2 separate regions of the Sus scrofa genome follow, and region 1 is linked to region 2. A link is a contact called in public Hi-C data. All regions are on one chromosome and are shown on one strand. Each heading gives the region's core, a stretch centred on a gene start, on an enhancer-like site or on the middle of the called end of the contact. The rest is flanking DNA. Distances are from core to core; before and after follow the strand shown. Region 1 has its middle 41 kb from the start of CEP78. Region 2 overlaps GNAQ (G protein subunit alpha q).

Region 1 (4,007 bases), core at 213-2,712, 190 kb after region 2:
CCTGTGCCAGGTACAGATCTATTCAAATAAAATGATACCAAAATTCCTCTTTGAGTAATCTTTTCCATGGAAGTAAAAGCACTAAGATTTAGGTCCAAAAGACTGGAAGACAACCAATGGCCATCATTAGGAATGGCCAAGTGAGCACTGACCAATTATAATCTATGGAATATTATAGGCTATTTATTTTTATTTATTTTTTTCTATGTAGGGCTGCACCTATAGCATATGGAAGTTCCCAGGCTAAAGGCTGAATCAGAGCTACAGCTGCCCCCTGCGCCACAGCCAGAGCAATACTGAATCCAAGCCACATCTGCGACCTACATTGCAGCTCATAGCAACACCTGATCCCTAACCCACTGAGCAGGGCCAGGGATCAAACCTGCATCCTCATGGATACTAGTTGGGTTCATTACTGTTGAGCCACAACGGGAACTCCTATACAGCTGTTTAAAAATGAGTTAGACCTGTATCTACTGATGACAGGTACAGCAGCTAACAGTTTCAGAATACTTAATATGTGCATGTCATGTCTGTGCTATGCATTCTACAATCTTAAAATGGGAACTATTATTTCCATTACTTAATTTTATAGATAAGAAAACTGAGCACAAAAATGGTTAAATAACTTTCCGAAATACCAGAACTAGTTAGCAAGGAGCCAGGATACAAGCCTAATCAGTTTGACTCCAGAATCTTGTGCTTTTTATCCCTACATAGCTTACAAGTTGCAGAGAAATGGGGAGAAAGAAAACATTTGAATAACAACAACCCCTAAAACTACATAATGTGTTTATTTGTTTGTATAAATTTGTATGAACATGAAGAAAAGCATGGAGCAATGCACAGATATCGACTACCCTGGGAGGCAAGTGTGGGTGGGGAGGGATGAAGTAGGAGAGCTTATTAACTCTTTGTTTATACATCTTTGCAATTCTTTCCAGGTTACAGATAGAACATCTAATATTTTTATCTCTAACTGGTGAACTTTTTGTGTATCCACAATACATTCCAAATTCATTTATTCATCTAAAGGACACTTATAAGGCAAGCACTAAGCCAGGCATAGGGGAACATATATTAAAAACATCTAGAGGCACTTCAAAGAGACAGACAAATAGAATATGTCATAAGTGTTAGGACAGCAGTAAAAAAAAAAAAAGAAAGAAAGAAAGAAAGAGAGATAGAGATAAAAAGAGAGACAGAGAGAGAAGCAGACAGTTAATACAGGCAGGACCTAGCTAAGGATGGTGGTGAAGAGAATGGTAATCCTGAAATGTTCTTCCCAAAAGTGGCATCGGACAGCCTTAGCTTAGCAATCTCCTATGATCTTACTTCACTATTATTGCCACCTTTTTATTTGTTGTCTTTTATTTCAGTTTAGTTGCTGGCTTAGAGAAACAAGGTAGATTAAAAACGGCCCGGACTTTGGAATCTGGCAAGCCTGAGTTTAAAACCCTAATCTCTAATTTACTAGTTGTGAAACCCTGGGTAAGGCATTTTTTTTTCTCTAAACCTCAGATCCTTCATCTAGTAAAGTCTGATAACAATAACTATTTTCAGTCCAGGGTAAGTACCCTGTGTATCTGTTATAGGATTAAAAATCTCCCCAAATTTAGAGACCTAACACAACTACGTCATGCGTTTTGCTCATGAGTCTACAATATGGGCTGTTCTCGGTGGGGAGAGTTCATTCTTGCTTCAGTATATCAGTGGGATGGCTTGACTACAACTGAATGATCCATTTCCTGGTTCATTCTTATGGTTAGCAAGAAAAAAAAAGTAGATGTAGACTATTTAGATTTTTTTTTTTTTTTTTTTTTTTTTTTTTGGCCGCACTCGTGGCATAGGAAAGTTCCCAGGGATCAAAACTGAGCCACAGCTGCAACCTAGGCCAAAGCTGTGGCAATGCCAGATCCTTAACCCACTGCACCACAGCAGAAACTCCTTATATCCACACTTAGCAGTTCTTTTTTTCCTGTTTTCTTTTCTTTATCATTAATAGTATCCCCCACTTTTGAAAAGTTTGCTTTATGTCATTTCACTTTTATGAAAGACCTGCATTAGCATCTGTTTTTCCTAAGGGAAAGAAATCTGAAGAGAATTTTTGATTTTACCAAAAACAGCAAAAATTGAAAATAGCTTCAGTGTTTGTCTTACTGGGGGCTCTTATAGATGCAGTGTGAACCCCAAGCTGTGAGAGTGGCACCACCAAGCTCCTTCCCCTGGAACTGCATTTAGCATCTCAGCATCAAGCTGCCAAAGCTTTCAACTGTGATTGTGAGCATCTGTACTTTCTCTTCATTTGTTTTGTGCATGTGTTAGCAAGATGTACGCTAAGGTTATTCCTTCTTTGCTTTACGTCTTTTCAGTCTAGGAAAGGTTTCATAGGAACACTCCGCTTTCAGATCAAGGGGAAACATATTTAGCTATCACTGTGTGCTCAAGGCTTACGTATAACTTAAGGGGAGAGAAGAGATTTGTTCCTAAGATCCAGGGGAAAAACTCTTCTTGCACCATTCCTATTTCAACAATGTAGCTACAGCAAATGGAAGAAGGTAAGAAGAGGAACAGTTAGAACATAGAATCTAATAAAATATGGTGTTGCTATCACACTATTTATTTAACTATCCCATTTTTTTTGTGACAAAGCTTGACTATGTCATACTTATACAACATCTGGCTGCCATTTTTCCAAGGAGTCTCAGTTAGGTGCCAGACAGCAAAAACAAATTCTGGATAATTTAATCAGAACGGAATGAATTAAGAGATACTGGGTAGCTCACTTCATCCAGAAGGCTGAAGAGCCAGGTCTAGAGGCTACAAAGCAAGAAATAATACCCAAAACTATAAAACTGGTCCAACAAAGGCCACACACTGCCTTTACTGCTACACAAGAAAACTCTCTTGTACCACACTTTCTACCTCTCTGGACTGTAGATTTGGCCACAGGTGATATCACAACTGTCTCTGGAAACTGAGAGAGTCATTCAGGATGCCACTTCATAACTGACTCTGCACCGTCCTTGATTCTTTGTGTCATTGTAATGTCAAAGTCTGACACAGGGGCATCTTCTTGGGGGGTTGTATAACATATGCCTGTGTTTTAGTTCAAGGGAGTCAAAAAAGTGAGAATCTGGTTTCCATGGTTAGAAGTAATCTGTCCCCAACTCAGACGACCCTGAAATTTCTAATTTTCTTGACTGGCTTCAATGTTCTTGTGTCCAAATCTCAACAGGATCTTGAGAGGTGGTTCAATTATTTAATCTTTTTTTTTCATTCATCTGCAACAATATTTACTAAGGGTAGGTTGCATGAAAGCAATATCACTGATTATGCTTTGGTTATGGGTATATATCTGGTCTGGGTCCAAACATGGGCTTACCTCATTTATCAATGGAAAACTCATTGGTTACGTTAAATTTGCCATGTCTCAACTCTTTCAAGAAACTTCATTATTAAATAGAGAACGGAGATGTGGGGAAAAGGAAAGGTTTTTTAAAATTATTATTATTATTATTATTATTTTTGTCTTTTGTCTTTTTAGGGTCACACCTGTGGCATATGGAGGTTCCCAGGCTAGGGGTCTAATCAGAGCTGTTGCTGATGGCTTATGCCACAGCCACAGCAACACAGGATCCAAGCCACATCTTCGACCTACACCACAGCTCACAGCAGCGCCGGATCCTTAACCCATTGAGCAAGGCCAGGGATCAAACCTGCAACCTCATGGTTCCTAGTCAGATTCATTTCTGCTGCACCATGATGGGAATTCCTAAAATTATTTTTAATTTATATCAAACTGTGGGAGGAAATATGAGCATGTTTTCTCAGTAACAGGAAAGAGTTTGTGTAGAAGGGAGGGTGGAAGATACATTAATCAGAGACAATAGAGGGAAGGAGGCAAAGTTTTCATATAATGATGGTATTACAATGTGGAAACAAGGAATATCCAAATTTCCTACTGAATTCCCAATAAAGAATTAGAAGGAAATAGAGAAATGTCC
Region 2 (4,098 bases), core at 229-2,728:
ACAGCAAAGGAAAAAGTCATTTAAATTAGGCTATTAGACAAGGCAGTGACATTCGATGCATTTAATGTATTTCCCAGACACTATCTCAAATGCTTTCCATTTCCCAATCAACAACACTGCTCTGTTCTAACAGATCTGGCCATCAGATGTAATTGGCCTTCAATTACATTTCATTCCAAATTAATCTTCGTAGTGTAGCAAACCAAAGGAAAGACAATGCTGTTTGCATTGCACTGTATGCCAGGCCTCTTAAAGAGAACTCCAGGAGAAAAACATGAGTCAGAGCTGACCGAGTGAGTAATTCCTAAGTGCAGGGATCTTATAGGAAATCACCTCCTATGGGCAGGCTCTTAGCCTCTTGCAGAGTCTGGGGGAAGTGATGCCACCAGCATCTGTATCTAGGAGAGGCCAGCGCTTTCCCCAGTGAGGAAGGGTGCAAGAGTTTCCGTCAAATAAAAATATGTTGGACAAATCATGACAGGACAGCAGTCTTTCACTGAAGAAATTACAATTTACATAAATTTTGAGGCTCACTTAATCTGCATATATCCTGCCCAGGCCTGTGATTTCTAAGCACTGGGAGATAACAGTAATTCCTTCCAAAAGCAGTCAAGCAGCCCATTCAGTCTTCTTCTATCCTCTAAATGCTCCCTTTGGCCTTGCCACCTGCAGGTGGGAAATACAACTGTGGCTCTACTAATGATTTCACACTCTTGTGCTTCCCTGTAATTTCCTAACACACCCGAATTACTATCCAGGGCCCTAAAGCAGCAATTTAAGAATTTCTGCTGGCCTGAAAGTTAATGCAACCATCAAAGTTTCCAATTTAAACTCAGGAATTAGCTTGTTTACCACCAAGATCTTGCCTCCTTATACAATTAGTCTGATACAACAGTTTAACACTGAAGAATAAAACTAAGGCCAACTTATAAAGAGAAAAGTCATAAAAAATAAAGATTATGAGAGGCAATAAATAAATGGGATGACCAGTCCTTTATTTGGTGAAGGAAAAAAGTCATAGAAAAGAGATTATACATGTGTGGCCGTGTGTGTGTGTGTGTGTTAGTAAATACCACAAGTTTTACTAACATACTAAGATTTTAAATACCACACAGCAACATGGTTTGAGTAGCACTGGAAAACGTGCTGGCTTACTTACTAGCCACATCAACAGTACTATCTGGTGGATTTTTCAGAAGATCTAAGGCAGTTCTGTGTTTCAATACACGGACGCATTATATTCACGTATTCAGCAGCTACTAAATATAGGGAAAAGCAGTGTTTTCTGTCTCAAGCGTGGATTTCTGAGATACAGAGGGCCAGCACCTCTGTTTCACCAACTCACTGCCAAGTTCTTGAGTAACCCAGGCTGAAGGTTTGATCTTTGTGATGAAAGCTGACACGGTCACCAGCCCCTCCTCTCTGCTCTCCCCACGTGGGTTCAGTTGCATATTGCCAACCTGCGTCACCTCCGCCCTGGATGTGAGTGAGTTTCCTTCCCCAGATCTGTTCGCTATGCAGCCATCAAGAGGCCCAAGTGTTCACGCCGGGAAGGGCGCACCTCTCAAAGGCAGCAGGTGTGGGCCACAGTCAAAACTCTGGGTGCTGGCAGGGATTCGTCCTTCTCTAGTCCTGTGGTTTTTATGTACATACAGTAGGAAAAGAAATATATCACCTTTGCTTTTTTCAGGAAAAAAGATAAAAGACTTTCTTGTTCTAGATGTTTCACACTCAGATCCATCCAGACCACAGTCAGTGCACTTCCTAGAACATCTGTATCCCAATTCCAGCAGAGAGCTAAAAACCTAACAGGTGATCAGTAATTCATTTTTACATTTTGGACTTAGCAGGTTTGCCTCATTTCTTAAACAAGCAGGTTTTCCAGAGCTATTTTTCTAAATCTAGAACATAAATGGGCACTAAATGTGCTAGAATAGAGCTTAAAAAAAAAAAAAGCTCTATACTCACAATCTTTCAGATTTCAGTGATTCCATCTTTGACAAATAGCCTACAATGATACAAATCCTCCAATCTTTACATTCTACAGTAGTGACTATGTACAGGAGCCTACTAAGCATTTGAAAAGTAATTAAAGGACTGAATTTTTTCATTTTTATTTAACTTTAACTAATTTAAAGTTAAATTGCCACATGTGGGTAACGGCTACATGCTAGTGCAGGCTTAGACAGACAGGGTCCCTGAAACAGGGGAACAAGCACTGTGGCAACAGAATTTGGTCCAAATCCCAGCTCTGCCATTTACTACGTAACGACCTTGAGCAATCTATTAAACTTTTTGTCACTCCTCTCAAGTGTAAAGTGGCATGTTAGTGGGAAGAATGTCCTGAAATTAAAGATGGTAAAGTAAGCAAAGCCCCTCTTCAATCAGTTACTTTCCCTGCTGTCTTTACTCAGAAGTTAAGACATCTGTCCCCCAATTTATGCTCCTGCAGGGAAAACAAGCAAGCACCCAAATCCTGGAAGGGACTGAACTGCAAATGGCAATTTGTTTCCGGAAAGTGGGGCTAAAATTTTCCATCTCTATTTTATATATGTTTGTATCTCTTTAACTTTTTTCCTTAGATAACAAATTTTACTTTCATCAAAAAAAAAAAAAAAAGTGTGAATACCTGTTATGGCACAGTGGTAATGAACCCGAATAGTACCCATGAGGATGCAGGTTCAATCCCTGGCCCCACTCAGTGGGTTAAGGATCCCACGTTGCTGTGGCTGTGGCACAGGCCGTCAGGTGTAGCTCAGATTCAACCACTAGCCTGGGAACTTCCATATATGCCACACATGCGGCCCCTAAAAAGCAAAAAAAAAAAAAAAGGAATTTTTAAAGTGCTACTCCAATTTCGGCTTTTTCTTCTGGTATTCCCAAGGCAGGGATGGTGGCAAGGCAGACACAATAAATGTTGGCTCAGAGCCCTTGGCCGGGTAAAAGGACAGGAGGCCAGTCTATATGCCGCTGAGGCCTGGCCCAATGCCAGCACCGTACCGTGTGTGCTGAATGCCCAAGGCTCATAAGGGCAATGCAGTTAACTGGATTAACCAGTTAGCACAAGTGCCTACAAGGCTGGAGTTTTCCTCATCCATTCCAGCCCAGGAGATGAGCCCTTCTGTGGTCACATTAGGCTAAATTTTGTTTTGTTGTTGTCTCTTAGGGCTGTATCCGTGGCATATGGAGGTTCCCAGGCTCTGGGTCGAACTGGAGCTACAGCTGCCAGCCTACATCACAGCTACAGCAAGCCAGATCCAAGCTGCATGTGCAACCTACACCACAGCACATGGCAACACCAGATCCTTAACCCACTGAGAGAGGCCAGGGATCAAACCTTTCTCATGGATCCTATTCAGATTCAGTTCCCTTGAGCCACTATGAGAACTCCCATTAGGCTAAATTATGAGCAGGTAATTTTCTTTATAAATTTATCCATTACAGTTCAAGGTAAATGATACCCTCACTCACTACAAATTGAACATTTCTAGAAGACAGCCTGACAAAACATTTACTTTAAAACATGAGTTACTTTTTGATCCAATAATTGCATTTGTAGGACTTTGCCGGGGGGGGGGGGGGATCAGATAATGAAGATGTCTATAAAAAATGATTGCTCGACATTTTATGTAACAAATGGTGGAAGCAAGCTAAATATTAATAGAGAGTTGGCTAAATAAACTATTATATATTTATATCATGAAATACTATGCAGCCCATAAAAATTATGCAGATTAATTCTGATATAGAAAGATGTTCAAAATGTTATCAAATGAACCTATCTACATAAAAGAAACAAACTCATTGACTTGGAGAACAGACTTGTGGCTGCCAAGAGGGAAGGGGATAAGGTGGGATGGACCAGGAGTTTGGGGTTAACAGATGCAAACTATTGCATCTGAAGTGGATAAGCAATGACATCCTGCTGTACAGCAGAGGGAACTACATCTAGTCACTTGTGATGCAACATGATGGAAGATAATGTGATAAAAAGAATATATATATATATATATATATGTATGTATGTATGTATGTATGACTGGGTCACTTTGCTGTACAGCAAAAATTGACAGGACATTGTAAATCAACTATAATAGA

The links. A called contact is a pair of places that touch in the nucleus more often than the background predicts.
Region 1: a Hi-C map of liver shows a contact between it and region 2, with 2.2 times the contacts expected there. The contact joins two enhancer-like sites. A contact is called at or near these places in 1 of 5 promoter capture datasets (liver) and 3 of 47 Hi-C or Micro-C datasets (all in liver).

Annotation. Positions count from the first base shown.
Region 1 is chr1:231,037,764-231,041,770 of Sscrofa11.1, forward strand. No RefSeq gene overlaps it. Among named protein-coding and RNA genes, the nearest start is that of CEP78, 41 kb to the right of the region's middle. Within about 2 kb of position 1,463, at least 6 of the 83 cell types and tissues checked have an H3K27ac peak or open chromatin away from gene starts, as enhancers often do. A contact at or near this core is called in liver, where this site is marked.
Region 2 is chr1:230,843,738-230,847,835 of Sscrofa11.1, forward strand. All of the region lies in intron 1 of GNAQ (G protein subunit alpha q), which reads right to left. Among named protein-coding and RNA genes, the nearest start is that of GNAQ, 61 kb to the right of the region's middle. Within about 2 kb of position 1,479, at least 15 of the 83 cell types and tissues checked have an H3K27ac peak or open chromatin away from gene starts, as enhancers often do. A contact at or near this core is called in liver, where this site is marked.